Linked DNA regions of Mus musculus: regions 1, 2 and 3 are each linked to region 4. A link is a contact called in public Hi-C and HiChIP or PLAC-seq data. All regions are on one chromosome and are shown on one strand. Each heading gives the region's core, a stretch centred on a gene start, on an enhancer-like site or on the middle of the called end of the contact. The rest is flanking DNA. Distances are from core to core; before and after follow the strand shown.

Region 1 (3,646 bases), core at 274-2,773, 200 kb after region 4:
TCAAGGGAGGGATGGAGCATTACTCCCTCTACTTATTTATTTATTCATTTGCTATAATGCTTATCACAGATTATTATGCAGGAATGGGTCATGGCTTTGGCCAAGCAGAATTCCACTCAACTGAAGTATTTGCAGGAATCAGAGTGGAACATGGGTCTCAGGAGCAGGAAAATGGCTAAAGCATATGGGTCATTTTCTAGTTTGCCAGTTAAAAATATTCACCCTTAACAAGTTAGCTTTATAAGGAGCATTTATGTTCCAGGCATGCCGTTAACTACATACTTGGGAGGCAGAAGCAGGAGGATCTCTTTGAGTTGGAGGCCAGCCTGGTCTACATAATTAGTTCATAAAAAGTGAGTGAGACTTTATCTAAAAAACAAAACAAAAAAGTACATACACAATAAACAGTTAAGTGCTGAATGTGTTTCTCACAAAAATCAATGAAGAATACACAATTCATGCAAAAATGTGTATCAACTTTTACCAACCACTATTGGCAACATCACCAGGTGAACAGTGAAGTCAAGTGGAGACAAGGGAAGGTCCTCAAATGAGAACAGAGGCCATTGGTGACAATGTCTATTACAGGAAAAATGGCGTCCTTCTCGCCCATTGGTAGAAACTCAAGCAAACTAACTAAAGGCAAGGCATGCCAATATATTTGATTTGAGGAGAAAATTTGACTTTCCCTGTCGATCCTTCATTGGAAGAGGAGCAGGAAACAGGGAATGTAGCAGCTGAGTTAGTGGTTAGCAATTATGGCTGACTGCTGCAGAGGGTTGAGATAGCTTCCTTGGGTAACTGCTACTGAAGTTGTGGATCAAATGTCCACTGTCATTATTATCAGGAGTTTAAGACAAAATCTTGGGTTCTGGTCGGTCCAATTGAGGCTTGGCCACCCATCCACAATTGACCTAGATGAGGAAAAGAGAGAAAAGCAGAACAAATGTATTCATTGCGGCCATACTGGAAAGAATGATGAACAGAGGTCTAGTCATTCCCCAAGTCTACTTTGAGTTTACTGACAAAAGGGTTAGGTTTAAGCAGAAGGCAAGAGCTGAGCAGTCCAGGTCAAGCTGTGGTGGTGCCTGTCACTAAGTTTTGACACCATGTCAAAACTGTATGAAATCTCACAGTTCTTTTTCTAGCTAGCTCCAGGCTTTTGATAGGAGTCCTGAGAGAAATTTTAATTATCTGGGGCCTACTGTTTGAACCCACACAGTGGCTCATAGTTGTCTATAATTCCAGTGGATCTGGAGCCCTCTCTAGCACATGCATATGCCCAGATAAACACTCATACATAAACAAAACAAAACAAAACCTTAAAACCTTAAACCTTAAAAATAGATAAACACTGCACATTTCCATTTATATGAGATAACTAAACTAGCAAAACCCCAAGAGGAACGGGAGATTCAAGGACTAGCCTTGCAGAGAATGGGGAGATGGTGTCTAATAGACAGAGTTGAAGTTTTGCAAGAGAAATGGGTTCTGGAGCTCAGTTGCACAACAGTTGAGTTTGCTACTTAGTCATAGACATAAAAATGGTGGCGGTCCTTATTTGTATTTACCTAAGGTGCTGCACTGAGAGAGTCTAGCTGAACGGTATGAGGGGCCTCTACATTCTACCTGTGCAATTTCCTATGAATCTCTGATTACTGAAAATCAAGACATATTTTATAGCGATTATGCTTGTTGTATAAAGAAAATTACAGACGGGCAATCCAATCCCTTGGAGAAAGATAACAGAACTTTCTGAACACAGATGATAGCCTGGTCAGCCACTGCCTGCCTGAAAGAGGAACTTTGATCAGAAAGATTCTCACAAGCTGGGTCCCAGCAGGACTGAGTCATCCAAACAAGATCGTTACAATTTATAAGCCTTTAAAGGAAGTTGAATTAACAAACTCTCCTGTTGGCACAGAGCCTTGGCCTTACCCTCTTGTTGAACAGAGTCCCCAGCGCTAAGCTCCCTGTCTGTCAAATTCCTCATTCCAGAAGAGCGAGCCATGAGATCTAGCCCAGAGCCCCTTCACGTGCTGCTTAGGTCACGCCCTGAAAGCAGAGTTGATAGCATTGCCTGTAGCTGATACTGATTTCCATGTCAGATTTTCCCTTACAAATCTCAAGTCACGGGTCCACCCTGCTCCTCAGAAAAATAGTAGTTTCTGCACTCCGAGTCACAAAAGTCTGCATGAGGCCCCAGCATTTCACAAATAGCAACATTCTGATTTTAATAGTTCCCAATTTTTCTGCTGGCCACCTAACTCCAATACAGAGGATTCTGATGATAAATTTGAGTTAGTTTCTCTTCTTTCTTTCTTTCTTTCTTTCGTAGACCAGGCTGGCCTCGAACTCAGTAATCTGCCTGTCTCTGCCTCCCAAGTACTGGGATTAAACGCGTGTGCCACCACCACCTGGCGAGCTAATTTCTTTTTACAACTTGCCATATGCATTGATTTTTTAAAAAAAGATTTATTTATTTTATTTATATGAATACACTGTAGCTGTCTTCAGACATACCAGAAGAGGGCATCAGATCCCATTACAGATGGTTGTGAGCCACCATGTGGTTGCTGGGAATTGAACTCAGGACCTCTGGAAGAGCAGTCAGTGCTCTTAACCACTAAACCATCTCTCCAGCCCATTGATTTTTTGTTTGTTTGTTTGTTCGGTTTTTTTGTTTGTTTGTTTTTTTTTTGAGACAGGGTTTCTCTGTATTTTAATAGTTCCCAATTTTTCTGTTGGCCACCTAACTCCAATACACAGGATTCTGATGATAAATTTGAGTTAATTTCTCTTTTCTTTCTTTCTTTCTTTCTTTCTTTCTTTCTTTCTTTCTTTCTTTTTTTTTTTTTTTTTCTGTTTTTCAAGACAGGGTTTCTCTGTATAGCCCTGGCTGTCCTGGAACTCACTTTGTAGACCAGCCTGGCCTTGAACTCAGTAATTAGCCTGCCTCTGCCTCCCAAGTGCTGGGATTAAAGGCATGTGGTGCCACGCCTGGCTTGATTTTTTTTAACAGAATATTTGTATCAGTTCTTTGATAATTTTATTTGTATCTACATGTAATTTGATTGTATTACCCCTGTCTTTGTTTTTCTATAAATCACTGAGTCCAATCTGTACTGCTTATATACATGGGTGTGAGGCAGCTCACTGGAATGTGGTGGACCTATCTGGGGCCACACCCTTAAAGAAAGGATCTTTGGTTCTTGGCCAGATTTACACTACCAGGCATATGTTTCCTCCTGCAGAGTAGGCCTTAAATATAGCCAGAAACCTGATGGACATCCCTATAACACACAGGACGTTATTATACCTCGGGACGTATCTTGCCATGCTGCTGCCTGTCACTGTAGCACACACACAGAGTTCCCCATTGGGTAAGACTGCTGATAACCCTTTCCCTCCCAGAATCCCATAGAGCAACTTGCAGTGCTAGGAAAGCTCACCAGGGGTTAGAAGTGATGTCTGGTTTGTGTGGTTCTTCAAGCTCTGATTCAAATACCAAATTCTCCATTGTAAGGATTGATTCTGGAAGGCATATTCTTAGCTGCCTGTTTCTGAGCAGGACTCTCCCTTCAGGTTAGTTATAAAGGAGACTAAAGGAAGATCTTTTCATTTGAGGACAGCTAACCAGCAAAAA
Region 2 (3,706 bases), core at 752-3,251, 190 kb after region 4:
AAGTACCAGGCCAAAGGAGGAAATGAGTTTCTTTTCTTTCTTTTTTTTTTAAGATTTATTTTATTATTATATCTAAGTACACTGTAGCTGTCTTCAGACACACCAGAAGAGGGCATCAGATCTTATTAAGGATGGTTGTGAGCCACCATGTGGTTGCTGGGATTTGAACTCATGACCTTTGGAAGAGCAGTCAGTGCTCTTACCCACTGAGCCATCTCTCCAGCCCCGAGTTTATTTTCAAAATCTTGTGTTTACATAGTCACCCAGTACACTCAGGAAAATTCTAGACCATATTCCATTCCTATACTGAGTCCCCGAGCATCCATTACTGCCTGATGATGACAGAATATATTTAGGTGATCTTATTTATCGAGCTCATTCTAAAATAGCTGCCAGTCATTCCAAACCCACCTAACCCTTTCCTGAAGCAATCCAAATTGAGCCAAAAGAAAGCATTACCTTTGTTACCTAGAAAAAGGGTTAGGGACAAAAATGCCCATGGAACACCATTTTTCCAGTTAACACTGCTCCGAGGTAAAATATACAACACCATATCCATGTTCATATAAGTATATTACTGGCTTACCAATTATTTTGATATTGTGCCCCATTGAGGTTCATTAAGAGCCATGAGCAAAGGGAGAAAGTCTGAAGAGAAAAATAATGAACCCATGAGCTAATATTGGGTTCTTCAGCTAACAACTGATCTGGAGCTAGATAATGGCCGTCTCTCATGCCGTGGCATGAAGCAGGTTTGGTTTGGTTTGGTTTTTATGGCACTAAGAATCAAATCCATGGCCTTGCCCATGGGAAGCCAGTGCTCATACTACACTCCCAGCCCCGTGACTACCCGTTTCATAGAAATCAGTCTAACCAGCTATGATAGCACACCTCTAAGCTCAGCACTCTTGTCTGAGGTAGGGTTGTGAGTTTTGTGTCAGCTGGGCTACACAGTAAATTCCTGGCCAGATGAAGCGTCCTTAGTGAGGCTCTGCTAAGACAGAGAGCCAGAAGGGCAGCCTTCCATATTGACAGAACGTGCTGAACCACATCCCAAGGGGAAGAACGTTGTTCTATGGAGAGGACAGGTTGGGCTGATTGTTTTCCAGGTGAATTACTGGAACTCCAACGTGAATGAAGTCCAGGGGGTGGTGATAGACCAGGAGGGGAAGGTGGTGCACCGGCTGTTTGGGAAATGGCACGAAGGACTCTACTGCGGGGTGGCCCCCTCGGCAAAGTGCATCTGGAGACCAGGTGAGACCACCTGAGCTTCCTGGTCGGGAGGCTGTGGGGAGGGAACACTGGGGCATACCATGGAGTTTGCCTTGCATTTCTGTCTACTAGAGACATCCGAAATGTAAATGCTCAAGGCACTTGCCGTTACATTTATACTCAACAAAGAAGTGATATGTATAATCCATGACTGGATACTTGATTATTAAACGACAGGCGGAATCACTGACATGAAGTAGAGTGACCTGTTGAAATCTGCCATGGGAAGTTGCTTTAAACATAATACATACATGCAAACACTAGGTGCACTAAATAAAGATAGATAAATAAATATAACTGAGATGCATAAGCAAGCCCTCATATGTGTTTACTTTTTAAATAAAACAAAGGAAATGTAGCATCTTTAATCTGCCAATGCAGAAACTTGCCACCGTGAGTGATCTTTTTCACTTGAGCAGCAGAACTGTGGCATGCTGGCACTTAATAAAGGACATTGGCAGAGCCAGGCAGTAGATTAGCATGTAACTGAGTATCAAGTATGAGTGGGAAAAATTTTGCCAGGGAGCATTTATTTTCATTGGAATTTGTCAGGCAACCTCCAACTTAGTTATTGGTTTCCTAACGGGCAATACTGCATACTTATAGACTTTCTTCTGGTAGTGTAATTAATGCATTCTTAGTGACTAATTACTGAATACTGAGCGTGCAGCAGCCTTGTTCTAGGTGGCTGGAATACTTCAGTAAGCAAACCAGACAAATATTCCTGGAATTTACTAACAAGCACCAGTAAGAGGTTGGGGTGTTAGTCAGTGGTTGGGTACTTCCTCAAAGAAGTGAGGTGCCGGGCATCAAGTGCAGTCTTACTTCACTGCTAGGTGTGATGGTCATGCCTGCAGCCCTGGTACTTGGGAGAGACAAGTACTAAATTGGAGAATTGTTAGACTCCAGGAAATTCAAGACTAGCCTGACAGAAAAGTGAGATACACACACACACACACACACACACACACACACACAATGTTAAAAATAGTTTTTAAACGTTCTAAAGAAATACTAGTAATATTCATTTATGACTGCATCTTTGTAAGGAGGATATACATGGCAGATGTTTCTGGTGAAATATTAATGTTTATAGTTAACCAGCATGGTCTTTGTAAAGTTACCGAGTTCAGTGAATGTAGGCTATGACTATAATATAAGGTTTTATTTAAAGGCTGGGCTTTATAAAATATGCTAGTCTTTCAGTGCTAGCCACCAACATAAACCATTTCACCCAGCAAAACAGAATCCGTTTAATGACTCAAAAGGAAAGCACGGTGTTATGTTCATAAGGACAGACCTGGGCCCTCTTTCAGAGCTCTTCCTGACGATGTTGGCTCAGTCCCTCACTCTCAGCCTTTCCTTCTCACAGCTGTTCTCTGTCTCCCTCCAGGTTCTCTGCCAACCAACTATGAGCTCTACTATGGCTTTACAAGATTTGCTGTGGAGCTCAATGAGTTGGACCCCGTCCTGAAGGACCTCCTTCCCCCCACAGATGCCCGATTCCGGCCAGATCAAAGGTCAGGGCACCTGCAGAGTTTCTGCGGTATCCTAGATAACAACACAGGTGTCAGAGGTCATCTGGACTATGTACAACATCACTTGTTTGCTCCTTTCTGCATTCGTTCATCCCCTTATGCACCCAGAAATACCTGAGTTTCCAAATCTTGGCAAAACAGCATCTGTAGGGTCGTTAAAACAGAAGCTTATTTAAATGGCCAGTTATATTGGGCACAAAGCTTCCTCCATTTTTACCAAATGTCAGACTTGCTCCTCCTTACATACCCTTATACCCTCCTTACACACCCTGCCCTGTAACATGAAGTGTCGTTTAAACTGAAGATCGAGAAGGCCAGGGGTCTGGAGCTTCCTCAAAATATATTGGTCCCAGAAGTGTGGGATTGTACTTAAACCACCGAATTCAGGTTTTGTTGTTTTTATATGATCCATGATGTCCTCCACTTCTACAGAATCCATTTTGTTCCCCTAAAATTTTGTCTGCCATCTGCATTCCATCCAAGATCAGCTCCCTGTTTCCCATGTGTGTGAGCAGTTTCCCTCCTAAAATGCTCTTGGCATGGCTTTCAGGACGTTCTGTCCTACATATGATTCCATATGTGTACTAAAAAATGCAGTGTATGTTATTCCCAGAATGTGTATCACACTGATTGACATTTAATTTCATCAATTAACTTTTTACAGTATATATTATATTATGCACTACTATGTGTTCTTGTTTCGAAATGTAAAGGTGCATCCATGCATCCATGTGTGCACATGTGTGTGTGTGTGTGTGTGTGCACGTGCACATATGTGGCAACCCAACAAAGAGCCTGTGTTTATTAGCTAATAAACAGTCTCCTCCCTACCACAGTGCCGCATCCCATCCACAGATGTAAACATTTACAAATCACTGGTTCTCTTGACCTTCTTT
Region 3 (3,889 bases), core at 864-3,363, 140 kb after region 4:
TTTACGTGTGTCTGAAATACAAAAGTTCTTCAAGAAGATGGACCCCTACTCATCCCTACCCCCCGATATATTTAGTGGGGTCAGTGAGCTAGTCCCCAGATGGGAAAACTGAGAAGAGAGACATGCAGAGTTCAGATTCACATAAAAACATCTATATTTCCTAAAGAAGCTTATAGTTTTAAATGTGTGATCCTAACCCTTGTGTTCCTATATAAAGCATAAACTTAAGAAAAGAACAAGCGCCTATACTTCCCTATTACTATTACATGTATGCTTGTATGTTTTATAACTTAAAGATGTCATAAGCTACAGAATTTATTCTGTCAGGCAGGAGTAGAGGAAAAGAATTATTAAACTATAAAATAATTTAGAGGGTAGCTGGAGAGATGGCCTAAGAGTTAAGAGCGCTGGCTACTCTTACAGAAGACAACTGCCTGTAATTCCAGCTCCAGGCGATCATGTAAACATCTCTGGACACCTACATATAAGTGGCATGCGCACATGCAATTAAAAATAAAAACAATATCTTACTCTCTTACCCTCTTCTCTCTCTGTCCTTTCTCTGCCCATTCCTCTTCCCCCACGTGTTCATGGCTGGTCTCTCACTCTCCTCTTTCTCTCTCTCTCTCCCTCCCTCCCTCCCTCCCTCCCTCCCTCCCTCCCTCCCTCCCTCCCTCCCTCTCTCTGTCTCTACTTCCTCCTCAACAACGCTCTCCATGCCCTAAATAAGCTCTACTCCATACTAAAAGATAAGTGAATAAATAAATAAAACCGAAATCTTTTAAAAATAGAAAGGAAAAAGTACAGACCTCCATTTGAACAATAAATGGATACTACATACTTGGTCAATATAATTGACATATCCCTTTGAAGCATCTATCCTCTGTAGCTAGTGAAAAGATGAAACAATACATAGATGAGAGTATGATGGCCACTTGGTGTGGGTACCACTGGACTTTAGAGGTGAAGCAGAGATCGACAACACCGGTTACAGAATGGGGAACATTTACCGAACACTTATTTTGTGTCATGCATTGTCTCGGCCGGCCTCTAGATTGTTAGAGTGGGTACTGACTTCCTCTTTTTCCATAGGCTCCCAGCATACAGGTCTAATCTGCTCCCTACAGCTTGCCGGCTCACAAAAGCTGAAGTGTAGGCCTAGTGACCCAACAGAGCGTTCTGGCTAGGAATCCCGACAGCATTCGCTACCCCATTGCTTCTGTTGCTTCCCATTTAAATCCTGATAAGGGACTAATAGACTTTTTGTTTTTACATTAGTAGATGTGGAAAAATCTTGGGGTCTCATAAAATGAGTCCGTGTATCCACCCAAGTACCACTGCATCTCACCATTTCAGACCATTCTGTGGAATACAGGCTTTCTACGTGCTGGTTGGTAGGAGGACTTTGAACAAGGCGTTGCCTTGGTTTAGGATTTATTTAAATTCTTTGCTGTTCTTAGGCATTTTTACCTAACCTACCCACCCATAGACTATCTTGCACTTTTTATATTTTAAAGGCATTACAAGATACAAAGTTTATCCCCTCAGGCAGGAGTAGACTTCTAGTCCATGGAAAGGGAAGAATTATTCAGCTATAAGAGAATTATTAAACTATAATTTAGCAGGTAGCTGGGGAGATGGCTCAGCAGTTAAGAGCGCTGATGTTGGTCAAGTACCGACATGATGTCTTTAGGGCTCTTGTTTATATTTCTGTTTTAAGTAGACCTAGGAAGAGCAGAAACTCCTGAGTTGAAAATAAATACGGATGGGAATTTCAGGGAAAAATGCACTCTTTGAATTTTAGGAAGTGATTTTAATTTTCTTACGACCTACCTAGTTCTCTAAGCAAGAAGGAGGAATTTTAGTGTCATGGAAAACAGAATGCAGAAGGTTCTGTCTCGTGTGGGGATGGGTTCTTTCCTTTCCTACATATTTTATTTGCAACCTTATCATCCATCAGCATTTATAATTGAAATAGGTGGAGCTATTATTTGCCATGCTTTTATCCTTTGCCCCTTTGTCAGCCTGAGAGCCTATCTAATTGTTAGAACTGAGTCAGGATTCCGTGCTGTCTCTTTCACTGGACACAGGAGTATTGCATCGGAGTAAATGGCACTGGTAGTTTGGAGTGCAGCACTTCCCTTTGGAGACAGACTTTAACCTTTGGCCTGTTCTGCCGTACATCTCTCCCGTTCTCCAGTTCTTCTTCTCTCCCCGAAAGGAAAGAAAACCACCCTAACAGAAGTAGGAAGTGTTAGCTACAGAGAGATGAGTTTGTGTTTTCCCAGACTTCAATTAGGAAGGGAGAAAAGTTGTACATGTTACTAAATGGTTCCATTTTATGTTATATAGAGATTCTTCATGGGCGGGGAGCAGCAAGGGAGGCATATCTACCCTTTTAAATAGGATGTAGATAAACATATCTTTAAATACAACTCACATGTAACTGAGAACAGACGTCCAGTGACTATATTTACACACAGTGAGAAGTTGCTCTCTCTTAATTTCCTAGTTATGCCTATCATTTTTATGGAGTAGTTACTATCCTGATGAGAGCGGAAAACCAGAGGTCCTTGTTGGTATGTGTCAGAACTTACTATGTTCTTATATGGTCTTTACATTGTCCATAAGTGGGGTTCTACTCCTGAGTTGCAACCCCATATTAAGAAGGAATGCCAAATCCTTCATGTGCTCCTTGGGGTCATGTGACAGTGACATGTGTGCTCGTATCAGTCAAAAGCCATGATAGTCTATAGAGCCTGAAGCTGTATTATCAGAAATATTCTTATATTTAAGTAACATATCAATTGTAGCATTAATAATGTGATTTTTTTTGAGACAAGTTCTCTCTGTGTGGCTCTATCCTGCCTAGAACTTGCTATGTAGAAGAGACTGGCCTGGAACTCACAAAGATCCACCAGCCTCTGCCTCCCAAGTGCTAGGAGTAAAGGTGTCGTGAGCCACCACACGTAGCTTAGATCAGTCAGTTTCTGGCAGAATTATCTTCAAGCAGAAAGCCACATTGTGAGCTATTGCATATACTTGAAAGAGTAATATTGCCAAATAGACACACACACAGGCCATTTCTATAAGATCCGTAGCTCATTCCTCAGCAGTGACTGTGGATATAAAGAGATAGTTCTTTCCTGAGGTGGGGTTGGGTTTGTAGGATGCCTGCTTGCTGCTGGATCTCTACATTTTATCTCCTGATAAAAGAGAAAATTCCACCCTAGATACCCATAGTTTCATTTAACATAGATGAGACTTGGCCCCAAAGCAAGCAGCTTCTAGGGTGAGGAGAAAGGGGAGAAAGAGATGGTGGCTCCGGTCCTCTTGCCAGAGCCACGTCCCACATTCATACCTGATAATGGTACCTCCTCCCTGAGCCCCTCAGAGCCTGCTGGCTGCAGGGTTGGGTCTATCCTGAGATACAGCCTCTATCGGTTCTCACTCTGCCAAAGTCTTTTCAGAATGCAAGCACACAGTGAACTGGGGGTGGGGCATCATACAGTGGGCCCGCCCTGATCTGCATGGTGTGTCCACCCTTCTGAAGCCGAGGCCGCACAGATGCTTACACAGAGAGATGTCCCCTCCCCTTACAAAGGTTTTGTGAGGGAAGTGAGAAACTTTTTTTCTGTTAAAAGGACACATGGTAGTTAAGGGTACCCTGCAAAGCTCTAGAATCAGGGATGGTAAGAATGTTGCTAGATCTGTGATCACCTGGACCAGTGGTTCCCAACTTTCCTAACTCTGCAACCCTTTAATATAGTTCCTCAAGTTGTGATAACAGCCAACCATAAGATTATTTTGTTGCTACTTCATAACTAATTTTGCTACTGTTATGAATCATAATGTAAACATCTGATGTGAGACCCCAGCAAAGGTGGTT
Region 4 (3,995 bases), core at 1,329-3,828:
GGGGGCGTCTGTAATAGGGAATTTGTCATAAGGAGTCATCTTTGCATTTGTTAGAGGAGATGAAGAAGTTTTGAAGAGGGAGGGGAAGGACGGGAGACCAGCCTTGACACAGGTAAGGGAGTCCAAACTAACTGGGAAGCACACACACACACACAGACACACAGACACACAGACACACAGACACACACACACAGACACACACACACACACACACACACACACACACACACACACACACATACACCCTTCTGTTATAGAGGGACTGCTGACAGGGCTGCTCTGTTACTTTGTTCCTCACACACCAGGCAACTCTATACTGTTGCCCTTACTGGCAGATATAGACTTGTGAACAGACAGGAAAGGAGATTCAAGGAAGTACAGTTCTCAGCATCACCAAGTAGTCCGAAGAACAATCCAGCCCAAACATTTTGATGACAAGCTGCGGGAGTTCTTTCTCTGGTGTATTCCGAAGGGCCAGATAACTCACTAGTCAAACATCTGGTCTGTCTCTCAGCTTGCCTTTCCCTTCACCACTTCTCCATACAGGATGCCTTGGGACTGCATCTTTCAGTGAAGCACTAGCAAGCATTTCAGCCTTTTAAGTAAACTCAGCCAAAATAGCACCCGATAGAAACCTGCAATGAAAGCAGAGGTGTGAGCACGTGTGAGCAGATTAATTGATGGTGGGACTATGGTTATTCAAATGCGGCTCAGTTCATTTGCATGTAATGGAATTATAGGATTAATAGCACTGGTCATTTAAGAGCCTCCTTATCTTTCTTCACAGAAAAAGTCCCTCTCTGAGACAAATAAAAGGGATGGATTACAGAAGCAGAGATCCTTTTAGCTAACATCTGACTTGTGACTTATGCTTTCACAAGAATATACATGTAAAGAAAACTCTGCTGCCCCCCTGGCACTTTTCAGAGCAATAAAAACACTGCTATAGCTGGAGAACAAGGAAAAGCCCGTTACTCCGACTTACACATCTCTGCCAGGGTGAGTTTTCTAAATATTGTGATACACAGCCAGAGTGGTGAAACTGTCTTTGCTATGCAGCTCTATACACACACCCAGCTCTCTTTAATCCACCCATTTGTCCCAGATATCCACCCACCATTACATCTTCGTTAGACCATTTGTCTGTAAGACAGGCAGGAGGAGATGTTTCCCTCTGATGTACAAAATCTGTCTTCCAAATAATGCTATGGAAGAGAATAGCAAGCATACATGCTTTCTTACAATAAATTGTGAGGTGTGGGTCTGGGTAGTTCCTATATCCCTGGGTAGTTTATGATTCTGCTAATAGGGGTTATGTGAAAAATTTTGAGAGGACCTTTTTTAGATAAAGACTAAGAGTTCTCTGGTCTCCTTTCACTGTCTGGTATTTTTCACGTATGCCTACTTTTGTGTGTGAAAGCTGTTTTAGTAGTTGCCGCCACACTGGGACCCAGATGGAAAAGGAGCTATAACAGAGTGAAGTTGAGCGACATAATGGCTCCCTTGTAGAGACTGTTTCCACAGGGAGGAAACTGGGGTGAGACTGCCATGTGTCACAAGGTCTAGCATTTGTTATTTTAAGATGATCCTTATTCAAGATGGAAGAAGTTAATCCCACATGTAAGAAGGAGACTCAAGAGAAATGATATGTAGGCAAGAATGCTCAGAGCTATGTCAGAGCACACCAGCATTGTATCAGCACTGACAACTGGGAAATGCCATGAGGACTATCTCAGTAGGCGGCAGATCATCAGATTTTAAAGGAACCCCTTCCTCCACCCAATTCAAAACAGCTAGAGCGCTCCAAGAGTCCCTGTTTGGCCCAGTTCTCTAGATTTGTCCCCTTGAAGTTGTTGATGACAGAGACGTCTTGATACAGGGACATTCTTCAGTTATCCCTTTACAGAAGAAACGTCTGTGCAAATATTTAAAGTACCCCCCTCCCTCCGTGCAAATTTGCCTTTAGATCAATCTGGTCTTGGACGCATGCCAGGAATAGCTTTAGCATGGAAGTTGCTGGGTGGGAAGGGTGTAAGGAAGCTGCGTGGACACTGCGGGGCTTTGCCAGGGACTTTAAAGCCATTGGTCCTTCCTTCCACACAGTCCAAGTGTCTCTCCCGGACTGAGAGTTCGCAGGGCAGAAAGCCTAAACATATTGTTTATTTATTGAATGAGGCCTCCGAAGGGCGCCGAGGGCCAGGGGCTTGGTCTCGCAGAGCGGAGGCCACCAGGCTGCAGTTCTCCGGTGAAGCCCTCTCCCACCGCTCCATGGCCGGAGCGCTGCAGTCATTCCCGGCCTCTTTTTTCCAGCCCAGCGCTCCCGCCGCTGCAGGACTGGACACGCGGGGGGCCTATCTCTCCCGGGCAGGGTCTTTCGGATGACTGATCTTGGTACCCCACGGATTCCCGTGGACGCCAGGCAGGGACCAGATGGGCGCTGGATCCCGCACGAAGGGGGCGCGGTGGGAGCAGAGCGGGACACCATGGAGCCCGCGGGAACGATCGGGGCTGGCGGGTGTTCCGGAGCCGGGGGCGGGGAGCCCGGAGCGCCGCCCCGCCAGCGCGCCCCGCCCGTGGGAGAGGAGGGGCTGCGGCGCGGAGGACCACTGGAGGCGCCGCGCGGCCGCCGCTGTCCGCGCTGGAGACCACAGCTCGGCACAGGCGGCGCCCGTCCTCCGCGCCTCCGGAGCCTCCTCCAGCCTGCGCGCCGGGCAGATAGCACGGGCCATCTCCCACCGCGACCTACCGCTCGCCCTGCAGGTAAGTGTCTCTCCGCCGCGGGGTGGATACGCGGTGCTTGCCGCGCGGCCCGGGGGCATTGTGCGCGTCCAGAGGGCCGAGGACCCTGGCGATACCCGAGTGGGCAGCCGCAGCCCCAGGCCCCCAAGGCATCGCTGTCTCCAGAGGCACCCCAGCTGGGTAGCGCGGAAGCGAGGATGGCCAAATCGGTCCCCGGTGCGGTCAGAGTGGGAGGGGGTACCGGTGTCACGGTCCCCGCTCACCGCCCGCCTTCCCTTCCCGCGGCTGCCGGGGAATCCGGCTTCCTTTTACACGCATTCCCCTCTGCCCCCCTTCTCCGCCCCCCGCGGCAGTTCTTCATCCCCGATGCCCGCACCCCAGGGCCGACTGGTTGGGAATGGAAGTCGGGGCCGGGAGGACTGATGTAATTGTCAGCGGAGAACCGAACCGGTGCGGGTGAGAGCGCCCGCGCCTACGAGAGCTGACGCCTACGCTGCACCTTTCAGGGAATCCGGGAGCCGCGGGCAGTGGCCGGGCAAGTTGTGCATCGGGTTTGGTTGTGCGCGTGCACTGCGGACTGTCCTCGCGAGCACTCCTTGCTACCCCCGGCTGGCGTCCCTGCAGCCCTCCCTGCAGCCTGCGTCCACGCTCATCGCCCGAGCTCCCTTCTCCGGTTCAGACCGGGACAGGGTTTGCATTGCAGTCAGGACGTGCTTCCCCTGCGTCGAGCTTGGAGCTGCCCGCAGATCGAGTCGCCGGGGACGCTGGGGGAGGAGGGATGGGAAACCTGGGGAGGAAGCTGCGGAGAACGAATGACACCCGCAGATTTCTAAAAGCCTCTACCGTTTGCAGACGCACCGTAAGCCACGTCTTAAGCTGCTTTTAAAAGTTATGACCAGATACTGATTCTGTGACGATTCTGTGATCTACCTGAAAGGTTGGTGAAACTAGAGACCTAAAAGCTGGGGAAAGCATTACATAATGGACATGAAGCAAATGACTGAAACTAAACGGAACACCGGGTTGCCAAATTGTTTCTCGCTTCTGGACAGAAAGTCCTATAAGGCTTTTTTAAAAAAAGAATTTCCAGTTTGGAGTCCTTCGGCAAGATTTAATAAGTCATATATTCGATTGCAATTTCTCCTAACAAAATAATATTTTGAACATATTTTCTTATATTAAAATACATACTAATTAATAGTTATGTCACAGACTTAAGAAATGTATACTTCAAAGGAAAATTAAATCTTCCATCT

What was found. A called contact is a pair of places that touch in the nucleus more often than the background predicts. HiChIP or PLAC-seq counts read pairs in DNA pulled down with a chosen protein or histone mark.
Region 1: an H3K4me3 HiChIP or PLAC-seq map of intestinal crypt epithelium shows a contact between it and region 4, with 5 read pairs. The contact joins the enhancer-like site here to the promoter of Osbpl6 in region 4. A contact is called at or near these places in 8 of 39 promoter capture datasets (cranial neural crest, embryonic stem cells, frontonasal cranial neural crest and 3 more), 1 of 15 datasets of contacts at CTCF or cohesin (pro-B cells), 13 of 484 Hi-C or Micro-C datasets (the C2C12 cell line, cerebellar granule neurons, cerebral cortex and 7 more), 30 of 115 datasets of contacts at active chromatin or transcription factors (VIP interneurons, cardiomyocytes, a colorectal cancer cell line and 19 more) and 3 of 9 other capture datasets (adipose tissue, liver and pancreatic islet).
Region 2: a contact with region 4 is called in a Hi-C map of muscle stem cells, with 2.2 times the contacts expected there. The contact joins the enhancer-like site here to the promoter of Osbpl6 in region 4. A contact is called at or near these places in 6 of 39 promoter capture datasets (cranial neural crest, embryonic stem cells, maxillary cranial neural crest and 2 more), 3 of 484 Hi-C or Micro-C datasets (the HL-1 cell line, muscle stem cells and nephron progenitors), 22 of 115 datasets of contacts at active chromatin or transcription factors (T-cell acute lymphoblastic leukemia, craniofacial prominence, differentiating embryonic stem cells and 14 more) and 4 of 9 other capture datasets (adipose tissue, embryonic stem cells, liver and 1 more).
Region 3: an H3K4me3 HiChIP or PLAC-seq map of intestinal villus epithelium shows a contact between it and region 4, with 7 read pairs. The contact joins the enhancer-like site here to the promoter of Osbpl6 in region 4. A contact is called at or near these places in 4 of 39 promoter capture datasets (the 3T3-L1 cell line, cranial neural crest, hippocampal neurons and 1 more), 10 of 484 Hi-C or Micro-C datasets (cerebellum, cerebral cortex, cortical neurons and 6 more), 12 of 115 datasets of contacts at active chromatin or transcription factors (astrocytes, embryonic forebrain, embryonic midbrain and 8 more) and 3 of 9 other capture datasets (adipose tissue, liver and pancreatic islet).

Annotation. Positions count from the first base shown.
Region 1 is chr2:76,608,983-76,612,628 of GRCm38.p6, forward strand. It overlaps a transcript of Prkra not described here. Among named protein-coding and RNA genes, the nearest start is that of Prkra, 37 kb to the right of the region's middle. Within about 2 kb of position 1,524, at least 42 of the 459 cell types and tissues checked have an H3K27ac peak or open chromatin away from gene starts, as enhancers often do. A contact at or near this core is called in intestinal crypt epithelium, intestinal villus epithelium and pancreatic cancer cells, where this site is marked.
Region 2 is chr2:76,590,675-76,594,380 of GRCm38.p6, forward strand. It overlaps Osbpl6 (oxysterol binding protein-like 6), which reads left to right. Exons shown (of 27, transcript NM_001290733.1): 24 at 1,110-1,254; 25 at 2,666-2,792. Among named protein-coding and RNA genes, the nearest start is that of Prkra, 55 kb to the right of the region's middle. Within about 2 kb of position 2,002, at least 6 of the 459 cell types and tissues checked have an H3K27ac peak or open chromatin away from gene starts, as enhancers often do. A contact at or near this core is called in muscle stem cells, where this site is marked.
Region 3 is chr2:76,540,993-76,544,881 of GRCm38.p6, forward strand. The region is part of intron 5 of Osbpl6 (oxysterol binding protein-like 6); the gene reads left to right. Among named protein-coding and RNA genes, the nearest start is that of Prkra, 110 kb to the right of the region's middle. Within about 2 kb of position 2,114, at least 11 of the 459 cell types and tissues checked have an H3K27ac peak or open chromatin away from gene starts, as enhancers often do. A contact at or near this core is called in intestinal villus epithelium, where this site is marked.
Region 4 is chr2:76,403,930-76,407,924 of GRCm38.p6, forward strand. Osbpl6 (oxysterol binding protein-like 6) reads left to right here and starts at 2,579. Exons shown (of 27, transcript NM_001290733.1): 1 at 2,579-2,760.